Linked DNA regions of Mus musculus: region 2 is linked to region 1. A link is a contact called in public Hi-C data. All regions are on one chromosome and are shown on one strand. The core of a region is the stretch at or near the end of the contact, and the rest is flanking DNA. Distances in the headings are between cores, read along the strand shown. Region 1 overlaps Rad51b (RAD51 paralog B). Region 2 has its middle 11 kb from the start of Gm3596.

Evidence for each region. Hi-C and Micro-C count contacts between places; a contact is called where the count stands out from the background.
Region 2: a Hi-C map of B cells shows a contact between it and region 1, with 1.7 times the contacts expected there. The contact joins two enhancer-like sites. A contact is called at or near these places in 1 of 15 datasets of contacts at CTCF or cohesin (pro-B cells) and 1 of 484 Hi-C or Micro-C datasets (B cells).

What each region holds. Positions count from the first base shown.
Region 1 is chr12:79,433,533-79,441,081 of GRCm38.p6, reverse strand. The region is part of intron 7 of Rad51b (RAD51 paralog B); the gene reads right to left. Among named protein-coding and RNA genes, the nearest start is that of Rad51b, 140 kb to the right of the region's middle. Within about 2 kb of position 3,926, at least 55 of the 459 cell types and tissues checked have an H3K27ac peak or open chromatin away from gene starts, as enhancers often do. A contact at or near this core is called in B cells and pro-B cells, where this site is marked.
Region 2 is chr12:79,839,171-79,846,475 of GRCm38.p6, reverse strand. It overlaps a transcript of Rad51b not described here. Among named protein-coding and RNA genes, the nearest start is that of Gm3596, 11 kb to the right of the region's middle. Within about 2 kb of position 4,980, at least 72 of the 459 cell types and tissues checked have an H3K27ac peak or open chromatin away from gene starts, as enhancers often do. A contact at or near this core is called in B cells and pro-B cells, where this site is marked.

The DNA.
Region 1 (7,549 bases), core at 2,677-5,176:
AGTGTTGGAGAAACCTGATAATTCTTGCTGATCTGCAGATAAATAGCATTAGTTTAAATTGTTTACTATTTACATTTTGGGAAAAATTCTTTAACCTTAAAGGCAAAATTGTCCTTAAAAGAGGATAAAATGTTTATGTATTCATATTTACTGTACTGGATATTTGACAAGAGTTTGATTTTGTTTTGTTTTGTTTTGTTTTGTTTTTTTAAACTGGGATTGAACCTAGGGCTCTACCACCAAGCTACATCTCAGCTGCAACCCCCCAACCCTCCCTTCCCCAACTTATTTTTATGTTGAGACAAGACTGTACTAAGGAGTCTTGAACTCAGAGTAGCCCAGGAAAGCTCTGAACTTGTGGTGCTCCTATCTCAGCCTCTCCAAGCTGGGGTTACAGATCTGAATCACCAATTGTGTTTTTAACATTAAGTATGAAGACGATATTACAGATCACTTAAGCCGGTGCCTCCATATGCAGAACAGCTCTTCTCACTTGACAGGAACATCTGTTCTTTCCTAACTTGTTGAGTTTAGAGGAATTTTAATAATTTACTGTTCTCACTGAGACCCGACCAATTCTCCTAATTTCTTGTAATGTATTTGGGGGTGGGGATAAGCTCAAGATTGGTGCTCGGTGTGGGAGTGTCACCTTTCCATGGTGTCCTGCACAGTGGAGCACTATTATTTTATAAAGAAGAATTGGAAAAAAGAAACCTCCCATGGATTTATAGGAAATAATTTAAAGATACATTATCAAGTAAAATCTCAGACTAACACTCTGTGTAAAGACGAAGACAAAAATCAAGGATATGCTCACATAAATCTAGACACCATGAGGAGAAACAAGCACAGGAAGGGTAAAAGCGAAACTGAAGTTACAGGGATGAAACAGCAAAGAAGGGAGCTGGCCCTTCTCTGGGTACATTTCTTTGCACAGACACTTTGATGTTTTACACACATGCGCCCCCACATACGATTATCAGAAGATGGGAGTTAAAGTGTAAAATTGAAATCTAAATGGAACCGAATGAGTCAAGTTTTCACTTCAAATAACAAAACCATGCTGGAAGCAGCAGAAGGCAAGCAGAGACTAAACACTAACCCGATTATCACTTTATAAAATTACATGCGTTATTACTGTGTGGCCATGACGCAAATGTATACATGTGCGTGCCATAGCGCCATGTGAAGGCAGAGGGTCTGGAGACCTCAGCTGGACCAGTGAAACCTCTATCCACCCTGGTGTCTCTCGCACTCCCATAAGGCCAGCTCAAAGTCTAACAGCTAGCACGTGTCCAGGTGACTGAATCCAAACCGACTTCTGTCTTATAAGTTCTAGGTAGGTCTAACTCAAGCCTCTATTAAATACCTAATGAATGCTGTGATTAGCGTTACTATCTAAATATTATAACACTCACTTCCTCCCTTGTATGCTTGTATCTAGGCACTGGAGGGCTGAACGCTAGACAAATATTTCCCTATCACTTTCAAAGCAGCCTTTACACTGATTAAAATGTGCTGACATGCTAAACACATTTTTTACATAATGGTTTTACATAATGGTTCAGTTGAAAATATTCCATTCCTCAAGAAGATGGTTCTTTTCTTTCTTTCTTTTTTTTTTTTTTTTTTTTTTTTTTTTGGTGTTTTTGAGACAGGGTTTCTCTGTGTAGCCCTGGCTGTCCTGGAACTCACTTTGTAGACCAGGCTAGCCTCGAACTCAGAAATCCGCCTGCCTCTGCCTCCCGAGTGCTGGGATTAAAGGCATGCACCACCACCGCCCGGCTGGTTCTTTTCTTTTCCCCCTTTAATATTAAACCTCAAAAACTCGTAAAAATGTCTAGCTTTCTCTCTGGCACTTAAGACTCCCTTACAGAGTGAAACACAAGCTCAGGACTTTGTAATGCCCGTCTCACCCTGACAGGAGATGATATTTGTAAGATACTTAATGGAACACTCCAATTACTTGAACTGAGATCCAAAAATGCTAGAAAAACTTAGCAGGAAAAGAAAGTTCATTTAGCATTATTTCAACTGCATTGTATTTACATGGATAAATATTAGAAAGAGGGCCTTCAAGATAGTTCAATGGGGAAAGGTCCTTGTGGCCAGATGACCTCAATCACCCGAAACCATATAGCAGAATAAAGTACCAACTCTGCAAGTAGTCCTTTAACCTACATACACAAGCTACACATACAAACACACGCATGCACGCGAGCGCGCGCGCGCACACACACACACACACACACACACACACACAGAATGAATGAATGATGAATGAATGAACAAATGAAACAACATTTTATTTTAAACATTAGAAATAAATACACCAAGAGAAGAATGGCTCTTCCAGGTCCCTGCCTGAGAGAGTCGCCAAGGATGCAGAGAGGCCTTGCCCATCTAGGTACCTTGGTGAAAGCCCATCAGTGAAACAGCCAGTCCGGCACAGACCCTGGTTTTTACTGTAAGTAAACACATTCGGGTAGAGGTTTAACCAGTGGAGTCAGAGGTGGTATCAATAGACTCCAAGACCTATGTGGATCAGGCCAATGGGAGTTGAGTATGTGTCCTATGTCCCCGTGGATGAGCAGTAGCAGCTGTGCCATCTTCACATGAGCATAGCCACCCTAGTGCCATATCAGGGTTTGAGTGAGGTGTTTGTTGGTTTGAAATGTTGGCTTCCAGTGGGCTCCAAATCAACCATCAGCCTGTTCCTAGGGAAGCCGCACCAAGTCAGACCACAGTCCTTCTGGTGCTCTGTAGAGCAGTGCTAGGGCAACTAACAGCTAAACTCTAACCAGAGCTGTATCCTGACAGCCTCACAGCACAGTGTAGAGGACAAAAAAGCCACCACTTTGGGTTCCAGGATGTGGGCAACACAGGCTCACCTCTGTCCGTGCCACCACCCCACACTCTGCTGTTGTGAGCCTAAACTTCTTCATGCTTTCCTAGGTCCCAGGAGCCCCTTTCCTGAGTATGTGTTTATCATAATCACCTTTTAAACATAGTAAAAATTCCTATTTTTCTATATATGCACAGAGCCCCTAAGTCTGAAAATTTGATCAATAACACAAATTAGAAAGAAAAGAGCACTTATTGACCTCGTAAATTGTAGTTACATATTTACATGTGCATATTCAAGTAGCAAAAATAGAGAGAACAGAGGGAATGAAGTGCCATGGGAGTCAGCACTCACCTTGGGAACAGGTAGTTGTTCTTTGTTTTTCCTTATTCTTTTCAAGTTTCCCACCATGCAAATGACTTTCTTTAATAATCACTATTTGCATAACTGATTTTTTTTCAAGACTTTACACATAAGAGGAGCCAGTGGGGGCATTTCCTGCCCTGGCAAGTATAGACTGACAGAACTTTCTCTCTTTGAAGCCGTGGCTCCCTCAAGGACGAGACTATAGCTCTTCCGGGGAATCTTATTTTCCTTCTCTAATACTTGGTCCTTCTACTTCTGCAAAAGTTGCCCAATTGCTACTCTTTAGTGTCTTAGAGAATGATCATGTATACTGCACACACAGACACAAGTAGACTTTAGGTTTACTTCTAAATACAGCCTTCATTTATGTAGCTAGATGTTTTAATAATCTCCTGTGCTGAGTATGAGATGTGAAATGTCTTTTAATACTGTGGGTAAGTAGAAAAATTTACTTACACACACACATACAGAGAGAGAGAGACAGAGACAGAGACAGAGGCAGAGAGAGACAAAGAGACAGACAGATGGACAGAAAGAGACACAGAGAAACAGAGACAAAAAGAAATAGGAAAAAGGAAATGAAAGAGATACGATAACACTATTAATCCTTGAATCCTTTTCGTCAAAAAGTTGCAATGCACTTAGTATAAATGCTGTGCTTAAGCAGTGCCTTGGTGTCATGTCACCCTGCTCACTGGGAAGTTGCAATACTTAGGCTCATTTTAAAACTGAAAACCACAGAATGTATCCAGGTCTGATTCACTGACAAGTATCAATAGTACCATTTTTATACTGAAAACCACAGAAAGTGTACAGATGGTTTTAAACGTTTTTTGGAGCAATGCTCTAAAGAGCAACATGATAAACCAGCGTTTCCCCAGAATCTTTCCTCATGCTGAGATGTGTGAGCTGAAATTCCCACAGGGCACCTTTAGGGCTAGTTGAGGCACCCCCTGGGGCATCACCAAGGAAAGAAAACAGGAAAGCCCGCTTCCGGACTTCAAGAAAGAAAGAACCCATTTATATATTTCTGAAACTCATCATTTTTCTAAGTGTTATGAATAAAATATATTGTCACCCTGACAGTTTGTCTGTCTTCCTCTTGTTTCTCCAAGTCCATGTAACACAAGGCCTGTCCCCATGTCATTAGTATTTACTGTAGAGGAGCAATAAATACATTACTGATGTATTTTCAAATATTTACTCATGAGAAGGCTCTACTTCTTGACTGTAATTTAAAAGGCAGGTGAGCAGACCGCTTCAGAATGCACAAGTCAATATGAAAAACTACATGTAACGTTCCTGACTTCCCCAGTCTTCTTTAGTTTTAGCTTCCTACAAAGGTAATGGTCTTTGGCATAAAGTAGTATTCAATACTGGATTGTATATTAAAGATACAGAACACTGGAGAATTAACTGAAGCAAAAGCAGAAATGAATTAATCAAGCCCGCCTATGGAAAAGGCGCTGTGGCAGAGGTGAAGCTCAGGACAAAAGCTGTGCTTAAAATGTCGCTGAGCTTCCCAACAGCGAGCGGGAGCCCAAGCTTTAGGGCTGCTTCACAGCCTAACAACCCATTCAGCGTTTTAAAATTTGACTCATTGATCCACCCTCGCCTTTCAACTTCACCAAGCCGCACCCACTGCAATAGATGACAACTGAACACATAAATTGCAACAGTGTCCCCACTAGTGATCAATATGCCCTAATTAAGTTATAATAACTGATAAGAAAAAGAGAAAGAAAGAAAGAAAGAAAGAAAGAAAGAAAGAAAGAAAGAAAGAAAGAAAGGAAGGAAGAAAGAAAGGAAGAAAGAAAGGAAGAAAGACAGACATAGGTTAGGGAAAGAAAGAAGAGAGGTAGGTTATCATTATTTACTGACTTATCTGTTTTAATCTAACCAGGACAAAAGTTTAAAAAGAAAACCATGGATTTTTTTTTTTTTTGTATGCCAAAATCAAATACATGTGAATGTAAAAACAGACCTAAGCCAGCATGACTGTCAATCACCTCTGTTCTGACCAGCTAAATCAGAGATAAGATGAAGGACTTGAATCAGACTCTGTCTTTGGGGCATTTCAAGCAGTCTGAAGAACACATTGACTGACATAAAGAAGAAAATTCTCATGGGGACCCAGATAGGTTCATGGAGTGACGTGAACAGACTGTACCACCCTCTCTGGAACTGAACAATTCAGGGCTACGATTGCCCAATACTTCTGGCTGGTTAGTTTCAAAATAATCCCATCAATTTGCTCAAAATTCTTCCCCTGCTGGAGGCACAAGCTGAACTGTTTGCTGGAGGCTGCTGGCATTGCTTCCCCCCGGATTACAAATGAAGGAATCTGCAGGTGGGGAAAAACAACAACAACAACAACAACAACAAAATAACCAGCCCTTCGCATGCTCCCTTGCAATCTGAGAGGCAGTAACAAGTTAGGCGCCATATTTCACCACAGCTTTTTTCCCCTATCCTTTAAAAGCTTATGGTTTAATCCTCATTCATGAAGTCGCACGTGCTTCTCCCTTTCCTACCAACTGTAATGGGAGTCACCTGTGACACTTAACCTCGGAGCATTGTTGGGGCTCCGTCATCTCCGAGCTTCTCATGTCACAAACCCTTATGTTTACACACACACACACACTCTCTCTCTCTTCTTATTTATTTCTCTAGAAGAAGCTTGCTCTAGATTTAGCTGTTGAAAACCCATTTGAACACGAACTTTAAAACTAACTATTGGCCCAGGGTTGCATATTAATCATGCAGCTCAGAGACCAAAGGGTCTGGCCTGCCTTTGTGCTGCTCCCATGATGGGTTTGGGGATCACTCCATAACTAGATAACTCCCAAATCTTACAGAAAGAACGTGAGGCCCGAATCTCTCCATATTAGAATGAGGGGGCATCAACAACTATATGTAAGGGCCTTCCAAGCCTGCTGATTATGAAAAACGTACAATTATGAGAGAAGCAGAGAAAACAAAAAGCAGGAGAATGCACAGCGAAATGAAAGCAGACGCTGAGTGTCAGAGAACCGGAGGGAAACAGAGCAAGGACAGCTCCGGACACGTGTGTGATGTAATCACCTTCCGAAGGCAGCCTTCTGGTATCATGCAAATGCATCACCAACTTAATGCCACCCAATATATTCCTGAGCTGAAATTCAAAGGAGAGTGTTTGTAAATGCAAGCGAGAGTCTGTCGAACCCCAGACATCTGAAAACAATGTGAGTTTTGGCATGTTTTGCCAAGTACAAAAAAGCAATGGCTACCTGTTTGGGAACGGCTATGTCTCTTGGTTCCTTTTCACTCGTGTGTCTGTCAAAGACCAAGAACCACCAACCAGAGAACTGATAAAGCAGAAGCTCTGGGGCAGCGACTTCCATCTGCTGGGCTCCCTCAGAAGAGCCACACTGTTGGAAGAGCCACACTGTTGGAAGAGTCAGTCACACTGTTGGAAGAGTCAGTCACACTGTTGGAAGAGTCAGTCACACTGTTGGAAGAGCCACACTGTTGGAAGATTTTTTTGCCCCCATTCAAAGAGCATTTTCGCCTCAGGATTACCTCTCCTCCTGCAGGGCTCACCCACAGTCTCACTCTTGTGGTTATTGGAGCAAATCACTGGTGCTGAGAAGGTGGCTTCCTCCATCTTAACAAAACCATTCAAGCCCTAGAGTCAGTTAATCCCTGGAAGGCCTTACAATTCCATTCCCTGACATGTTTGATAAATATGGAAATTGTAAAAATGTTCTGACTTGTTAAAAATGTTTTCAGCCTTCTTAAAGAACGCTTTGGCCCCAACATGCACAAAACGCTGGCTTGGCATGCCTGGAAGCCTCCATCACCTTCTCTATTGTGTATACATTGACAAGCCCTGAAGCATAAATAAGTCACACTTCACAAAGAAATGTTTATTCTATGCTCTCAAGGGGGCTCTCCTTTCTCAAGGAAACAAAAGTAAAGCGGAGAAGAGGGAAGAGGGTGTGTACTAAAAAATGTGGTGGAAAGAGAAAAAACTCACTTCTAAATGATTGCGAAATTGAAGACCATTAAAAAGAAGTCTGGGCTTAGGAGAGGGGTGTGTCGGAGTTGGCTAATAAACAAACCTCTCGAAAATGACTGTGGTAAGAAACAACTAGACTTCTTTGTTTCTTGCTTTACAAAATGTAATGAATAATAAGGGGTTTTTACTCCACTGTTCTGACGATGAATACAGTTTTTCTTTCAGTGCTTTCTTTAATTCAAAAGAGTTAACTCCCCTTTAATTCCATTCAAACTTTAAAGCATGAAATACAACATATATGACTACTATCTACTATAAATATTACAATTCTGGCCACC
Region 2 (7,305 bases), core at 3,731-6,230, 400 kb before region 1:
GCATCTACCATAAGTTAATGCTGAGATCAGCAAACCACAGCCAGCTGGTCTAATCAGGCCCCCAACCTGACTTTATAAATAAAGTTTTGTTAGGACACAGCAGTGCCAATTTCCTAAGGCATTGTCTCTGGCTGCTTTAACAGTTGTGGCAGAAAGCTGAAAATATTTACTATCCACTCCGCTGCAGTTAAAAGTTTGCTGAGTTACAGAACTAGGCTAAGTCTTACAGACCAGGCAATCTGCTTATAGGACAACAAAGGACAGATTTAGAATTCATTCAGTTCCCACATCATACAAGAGTCTAGATTCCTTCCAGACATTACCCTGCGGAAAGAAATCTCTGTGCTCATTTAACCAAAGGCAATAAAAGATGGTGCCACCGAGGTAAGGATGCTGAACTGTGGGCCTCACAACCCCCCTCTCCTGTTCACAGATGGAAGAGCAGTTTCTGAGATGTAGAAGTCACCTTCTGAACAGTGCTCATGTGGGAAAGTGGGAAAGAGCACTTGGGAGGACTTAGTCTCTGGGCCACACACCAATCCCGTGTGTTAGATGACCACAGTTCTGATGTCGCACACCAGCCAGCTCACAAAACTCTCTTAGCTCTGGCTGTACTGGTGCTGGTGCGGGTTTGGGCTAGCACGCCCATTTCAAAGGGTAAGAAGAGTAGCTCTGGGCATCAGGGAATAGGGATAGGGATGAGACTCACCAGATTTCACTTGTGAAAACTGTCTCTCCCAAGGCCCGTTGCTGAGTGTGGGTTGGGCATCCTCCTCTTGGAATTGTGGGTCCTATGCTGGTCGTCCTACAGTCAGGATCCCAGAGAGCTAGGATGATGTCTCTGAGACTTCTGTAAGCTAGCTGCAGGAACAAAGGAACAGGGAGCTTCTGGGATGGGCATGGAGTCAAAGTCTCACTTGGGGTGCTGGGGTAGAGCAAGCAGATGAGTCTTACCCTTCCCTGAAAGCAAAGCCTCTAGGGAGGACCCTCCAGTTGAGATGACAGTGGGGACCTTCCAAGGCTTTGGGAGCTAAAGACTCGTGGGCCTGTTTTGAGGATAAGCAAGGGAGCAAGAATCAGTTGGCACCCTCCCACGTCTTGTCGGGTAGCTTGACATTCGACACTAAGAAAGGTGTGACTAGCAAGCACAGGGAGCCCATTTTCTGCAGGGTAGAGAGCCCAGCCTGAACTGCATGCTGTCACCACTGTGCTCTGCGCATGCCTGGGCCTGGAGTCAGATCAGTCCAGTGCCTTGACACACTGCATGGAATGTTGACTCTACTGGGGTCTGGGCTAGCAGGAGCTGAACGTCCCTACAAAAGACATTATTCCAGGCCTCATTGTCTGTCCCTTTCCATCAGTGTCACCAGCCAGGTTCCTTGTAAACTTTTTGTACTTTAGGCATCAGCTCAGAAGAGTTCCAACAGTCAATAAGGAATTCCAGTCTTTAGAGTCTTGCTGTTTGTTGTTTGATGGTCTCTATGTGACTAGTATCTGTGAGTCCCCACCACCACCACCACCACCACCACCACCACCACCACGGAGAGTGACAGAGAAGGACTGAGGAAGCCCTCATTACCATAAACTGATGCTTCCTAGCAGATCAGGGCAGAACCAGGGAAATGACCCCATTAGCATATCTGAATCCCTCCATTTTGGGACTCTGTGCTTAGACACAGCCTTACACAGGGTAAACCCTGTGTAAGGTTAAATGCCTTTAGCATGAGGAGAATGTACAGCACCAGCTCCACCTTCTGCCTCCTTGTGAGCATCGGGGCCTTCCCTAGTACCTGCCCTTCTGACAGGGCCAAGGGTCACGGTGAGGTCTTCAAGGTTATTTTGTCTGGACATGGTTCCAGAGCATGTTTTACTGAACCGAGTGTCCAGGAGACGATTGCCATGGCTTCCTCTAGTCCAGATAGAGAGGAAAAGAGGCGGAACTGGAGACCTAAGTAGGCATTTGGGACACCTGATTTAACAAGGCCCAGAGCTATGCTAAAACAGTGAGGGCATTGTGCACAACTGGTAATGCTGTCGTGGTCCCTGCACAGAAGGCAGTGCACCATGGTTAAATAGGGGTCACCATGTGTGCACTATGAACTGGGCACGGCTTGAATGAGCACAACAGCAAGACAGATCCGAAGAGGTCACACGCCAATGAGTTTGTTCACAGAATGAGTGCAGTGTCTCACCCCATTGAGGTGGTCAGCCCCTGTCCTATGTCCCTGTTACATTTGGCCAAACTCCCCTACTTACTCACTGTGGGCTACCAGGCTGAGGATCTTGAACCTCCCTTCCCCCCCTTCCCCCCAAACACACACACACAGAACTAGGCATGTAAGCCAAACTCTTCTTCCCTTCTGTGCTACCAAACAAAGCAAAACTAGGATGAAACCGAGAAAAAGCCCACAGATGCTTCCTGGGCTCGGGCAGACAAACTTCAACTCTGAACAGAAGGAGCCAGACCATTGGAAAGCACATAAACACATCCAGGAATGGCGCAAGCTCTCATGAAGGGCAGACTGGGCGCTAGGTTGGCTCTCGAGCAATGAAGAAGACACGGTTGTTAAAAAGAAGGGGGGGGAGTGAGCTGGGGAAGGGTCTCGGAGCCGAGCTCCAGCACAGGCACCACCAGAAAACAAGCTTCCCCACCAGGGCACAGATGGGTGGGAATTGGAGATTCATGTTGAAAATTGATTTCATGTGTCCTTCAAAAGAAACAAGACAGGGACCTCCCTTCATACTTTCCTGCCCTGCTGAGTAGCCCTGTCCTCTCGCCGAAGCCTGGAGTTTGTGCTATCAGCTGCATTTTGTGTCCTGTATAAACACAGGGCTGGTAATTAGCACCGGAAATACGCTTTGTGAGCACAAGCCTGTGGTATGGGGAGCTGCCAGGCTTCTCTACCTGAAAATATTCACAGGATCTCAAACCATTTTTTTCCCCAGCATTTTCCCTGCCCACTTGAGTAAGGGCACTGCCATGCATGTTATATACAAACATACACACACACACACACACACACACACACACATGGAGAAAAGTTCCCTGGTTCCCACCTTCCATCACAGACAGAGACAACTGCCTTAACCAGGAAACACATCCTTCTCCCCAGAACTTCCTTCCCTTAGTTTCCATATGCCTGCTATTATGCGTGTGCACGTGCACAGGCGAGTGTGCACACACTTTCCCCTTCTCGTCAGACACGTGGAAATCCCTTCCCCCACCAGCCATTGAGCATACCCCACCCCCCTAGTGCAAAGGAACTCCCACAGGAGTCAGAGATGTTTATGTTCCCATGTGTGTGCGCGCGCACATGCTCACAAGGTCTATATTCCAACTGGCTCTGGTCTCAGATTGTTTGCCATTGTTTTGCGCTGGCCTCTACCAGGGTCTGCCTGCAGAAGAAGACAGGAAAGGTTTGTCACCGTGGTTTGTAGCACGTCCCTTGAGTCTAAGGTTTTTTGAAGGATTTTGAAGAAGATGGTTGTTTGAGGTGTGAATGGGCTCAGGGTTACGGGCAGCTATGGGGTGCCCTACCCCATCTCCCTAGGTGCACGAGCTCTCTGGCTGTTTGGAGGATTTCTTTATTGTGCCTGTTGGAGATCAGGCTGGAAGGACAGAGGTTCAGCTCAAGGAGCTCTGGATTCAGATGCTTTATGGCTTCTTTGTGTTCTAGTTGGTATAGGTCCAGACTTCTTGGAGAAAACTATCTTCTAAAAGTGTGGGTGTGGGCAGGCACCAGCCAAACAAACAAGGATGGATTTGGGTAGAAATGGAAAGAGTTAACAATGGGCTCTGAATGACAACTGCCACCCTGGGAAATTGGACCCACCAGAGAAAAACGGATACACAGAGAACTCCCAGCCCCGCCCCCAATACCGCAGATACTGTGCAGGCGGTTTCCAGTCACATAAGATTTAAGTCCCAGGTCCTGATCAACCGAATGTGTCCAAGTTCTTGCTGTATGGATTTGGACAAGAGCTAACAGCTGTGTTGTACTATACACAGTGCGGCTTGCTCACAGTGCAGGGGCAGGCTGCTGACAGATTCTTCCGTACACACTGCTGAGCTGTGGCAAGGGCTGGCTGGAAGTCTGTGGACTCTGCCCATACATAGCCTTTGCTTATAAATTTCTCCCTACTTCCCACCCCAGCAGAGGTCAAAGAAACTCTTGCAAAAAAAAAAAAAATGTAGTGTGCAAGATTGGTAAGAGCAGAGTCAGGAAGTGTGTGTGTGTGTGTGTGTGCATATTTGTATGTCTGTATGTGTCTGTTACCTGTCTCTATCTCTGTGTGTCCATGTCTCTCCATATATCTGTGTGTCTGTCTGTCTCTCTTTCTTGTGAGTATGTGAGTGTGAGTGTGTGTGTATGTGTGTGTGTGTGTAGGGGCGTTCCATGCTGATCCTTCCCTTATATATTAAGAATCTCTGGGGTCCCTTGGCCCTGGTTTGAAAACCATGACTACAGAGAAGATACTTTCTTGGGTACTGGACTTCAGTGACAAGGGCTGCTAGAGACTTTCATGGCAGATGGCATTTTGCATTCTCTTGGCTCAGGTTCTGCTCATGTTAGATGCAGCACAGGGTTGTATCTTAAGTATGTGGCCCCACCCCCTGGCCTTCCATAGGAAATCTGCAGCTCACCAATGGGGAATAACTATAGAAATCTAGAGAGGGCTGAGAAACAAAACTGAATGCCCATTAGGGAGCACCACCACTATCAGAACCATTAAAATATATTCTGTGTGTATGTGTGTGTGTGTCTGTCTGTCTCCTTCCTCTTCTCCTCTCTTACTCTCCCTCCCTCTTCCCTCCCTCCCTCCCTCCCTCCCTCCCTCCCTCCCTCCCTCCCTCCTCCCTCCCTCCTCCCTCCCTAGCTCCCAGCAGGAAATGACATAATTGAAATCAAACCAGAAACTAGCAAAATAGTGTTTCAGTTCCCTTTTCCATCTCTGTAGCAGCCTTAGCCTCCACATCCCAGGGTCATATGATGGACAGCGGCCAGGTTCCTCTGGCTTCCATCAGCAGAGGATCTTGTTGTCCAGTGTAGCTTTATGTAAAATGAGGGACCCAACCTGGGCCTCAGCACTGGTGTGAGAAAGCACACAGAGGAACATGCCCAAGTTAAAGAATACACACGTGGGCACATATACTGTGTGCAGTCAACATGCGAAGATAATTGCTCACTTCTGCCCACATTCATGTGGGTGTCTTCTGACACCCCATGTCCTGAAATGTCTCAACCAAAGACTTTGGTCTCCTATGCTGGAGATAGCATCCAAATGGATGTGCAGAACAAGGCTGTGCTTCCAGGTCCAGCTCTGGATTCTGCCTGCCTTGAGGAGAATTGCCAAAGCTTTTGGTACTGGAATGTGTCCATGCCTAAAATCAGGGGTATTGTTAACGTGGCCCAGAGACTTCAGAAGGGCCGGGATGAAGATGTAATTAGAGCCTATGAAGGCTTTCCACTTCCTGGATAAAAGGCAAGGCTGTGTGGCATTTTACTATCTACCTACCCTGGCTTTTATATTGCTCCACCTCCTCTGTCTTCCTTTTGGGGGGTCTGCATAAATTTTACTGGGTATTCATTTCAAAATAGACCTATTTCTACCTTAGGGCACAATTTCATTTGCTGTCTTAGAGAATTTCTTTCTAGAACCTTGATAGTCCTGAAAGGTCTACCCCCACCACATGCAAAGAACAACCCACCTCCCCCACCCTGTGGAAGAAGAGGCCTGGGTGTGATAAGTCACTCCCATTGGTGACACTTGATTTTGTCACGCTGCTTGAGCTCAGTCTATAGTGCCACGTGTGTTGCTGGAGAATCTTGTCACCTCAAATGTTCTGTCACCTGTTGTAAAAGGAAGATGACCTCACTCACCTCACCAGGTCAAGTGACATAAAGAGCCAAATTTAGCGAGTAGCGGTGGTTTCTGGCTGCTCTCTCTTTACCATCTGGCGCAGAGGAATAGGGGTGAAAAGACCCTTTTGCTCCTCCTCCTGGAAGCCCTCTGTCTAGCCTCGAACCCATTTTGATAGCAATACCACCACTTGGTTGAGTCTAGGCTGTTCTCATCTCAGTTTCTCCCAAATACTCAGCCCATCACTCCCAGTGCCTTCTCCTCCTCCATGTAGCAATTCCAGGGCCCCCAAGTCATATCCCCATTCTACCCTCCCTTCAAGCCCAGTCCCAAGAGTGAGAAAGCAAAGAGCTCTTGTATTCTTTTGAGCAGGAGAAAGTCCGTTGAAAGTGGCTTTGCTTTGTTGTGCCCACTTCAGAAAAAGATCAAACTGCAGGCTCCACGAAGAAGAAGGGAGGCTTCAGGCAGGAGGAGGAGGGGCAAGCCTAAGCAGGGGGTACAGAGGCTCTCACAGAGCCTGAGGGGACAAGATCCTTACAACTAACCAATATATGGCCTGCTCACAGATGGTCTCATTACCCCAAACCAGCCTAGACAATACAGCTAGAACGTTTCCCAGCAGATAGATAGGCAACCATCTAGTCTGAGGAACTGAGTTAGCAGTATCTACATAGGACCCCTTCCCTTCCTGAGAGTTCTTGCCTTTCAGGTTCCCAGGGAGGAGCACAGAGCACATGCAAGGAAGCCCTTGAATAGGCACTGCTTCAATTCAAGCCTTGGATGCTTAGGAGGGGCCTCGGCATCCCACAAATCCCCCAGTGCACAAAGCTTTGAGGCCAAGTGTTCAGTCTGTTTGTTCTTTGAAACAGGCCCTGGAAGCCAGGAGTTATTTGTTTCCGAAAGGTAGGCGCGCATCAGGTGGGTGGTCGCTGCACTTTCTGTGCTTTGATTCCTGCCTTTCTTTTCAGGACCACTGAGGGGTTTATTTTCCTTCTCGCAGCAGTGCTCCGGGGCTCTGCTGTACACTGTATCTGTGTTGGGTTTTCCCACAGGCCCCTGCAAAAGCAGTCCACTTGCTTTCAGAAGGCCCTGGGCGGCCCCGTGAGGGGGGAGCTGGTTGCAGCTGTATGCCCCTCCTTTCTGCAGCAGGCTTTGATCAGGGTTTTTTTTTGGGGGGGGGGGGAGTGATGGGGGTGTGGGCTGGTGCAGCCTGACCTCCCATCTCCAACATCTCCCAGGTAGAAAGTTCTGTTCAGCCTGTCTGTGGCTTCAAAGGCCCTGCCCCTCCGGGCTGGGACAAGTCTGATAATGGTTCCCATTTTTTGTTGCTGTGTGATCTTCCAGCAGCCCTATCTTTCAGTCGACAGGATCCTGCTTGTTTGGTTGGGCTGCTCCAGCCAAATTGAAATCACCTTTCTGGTTGAGGAAGCACATTGATGTCTG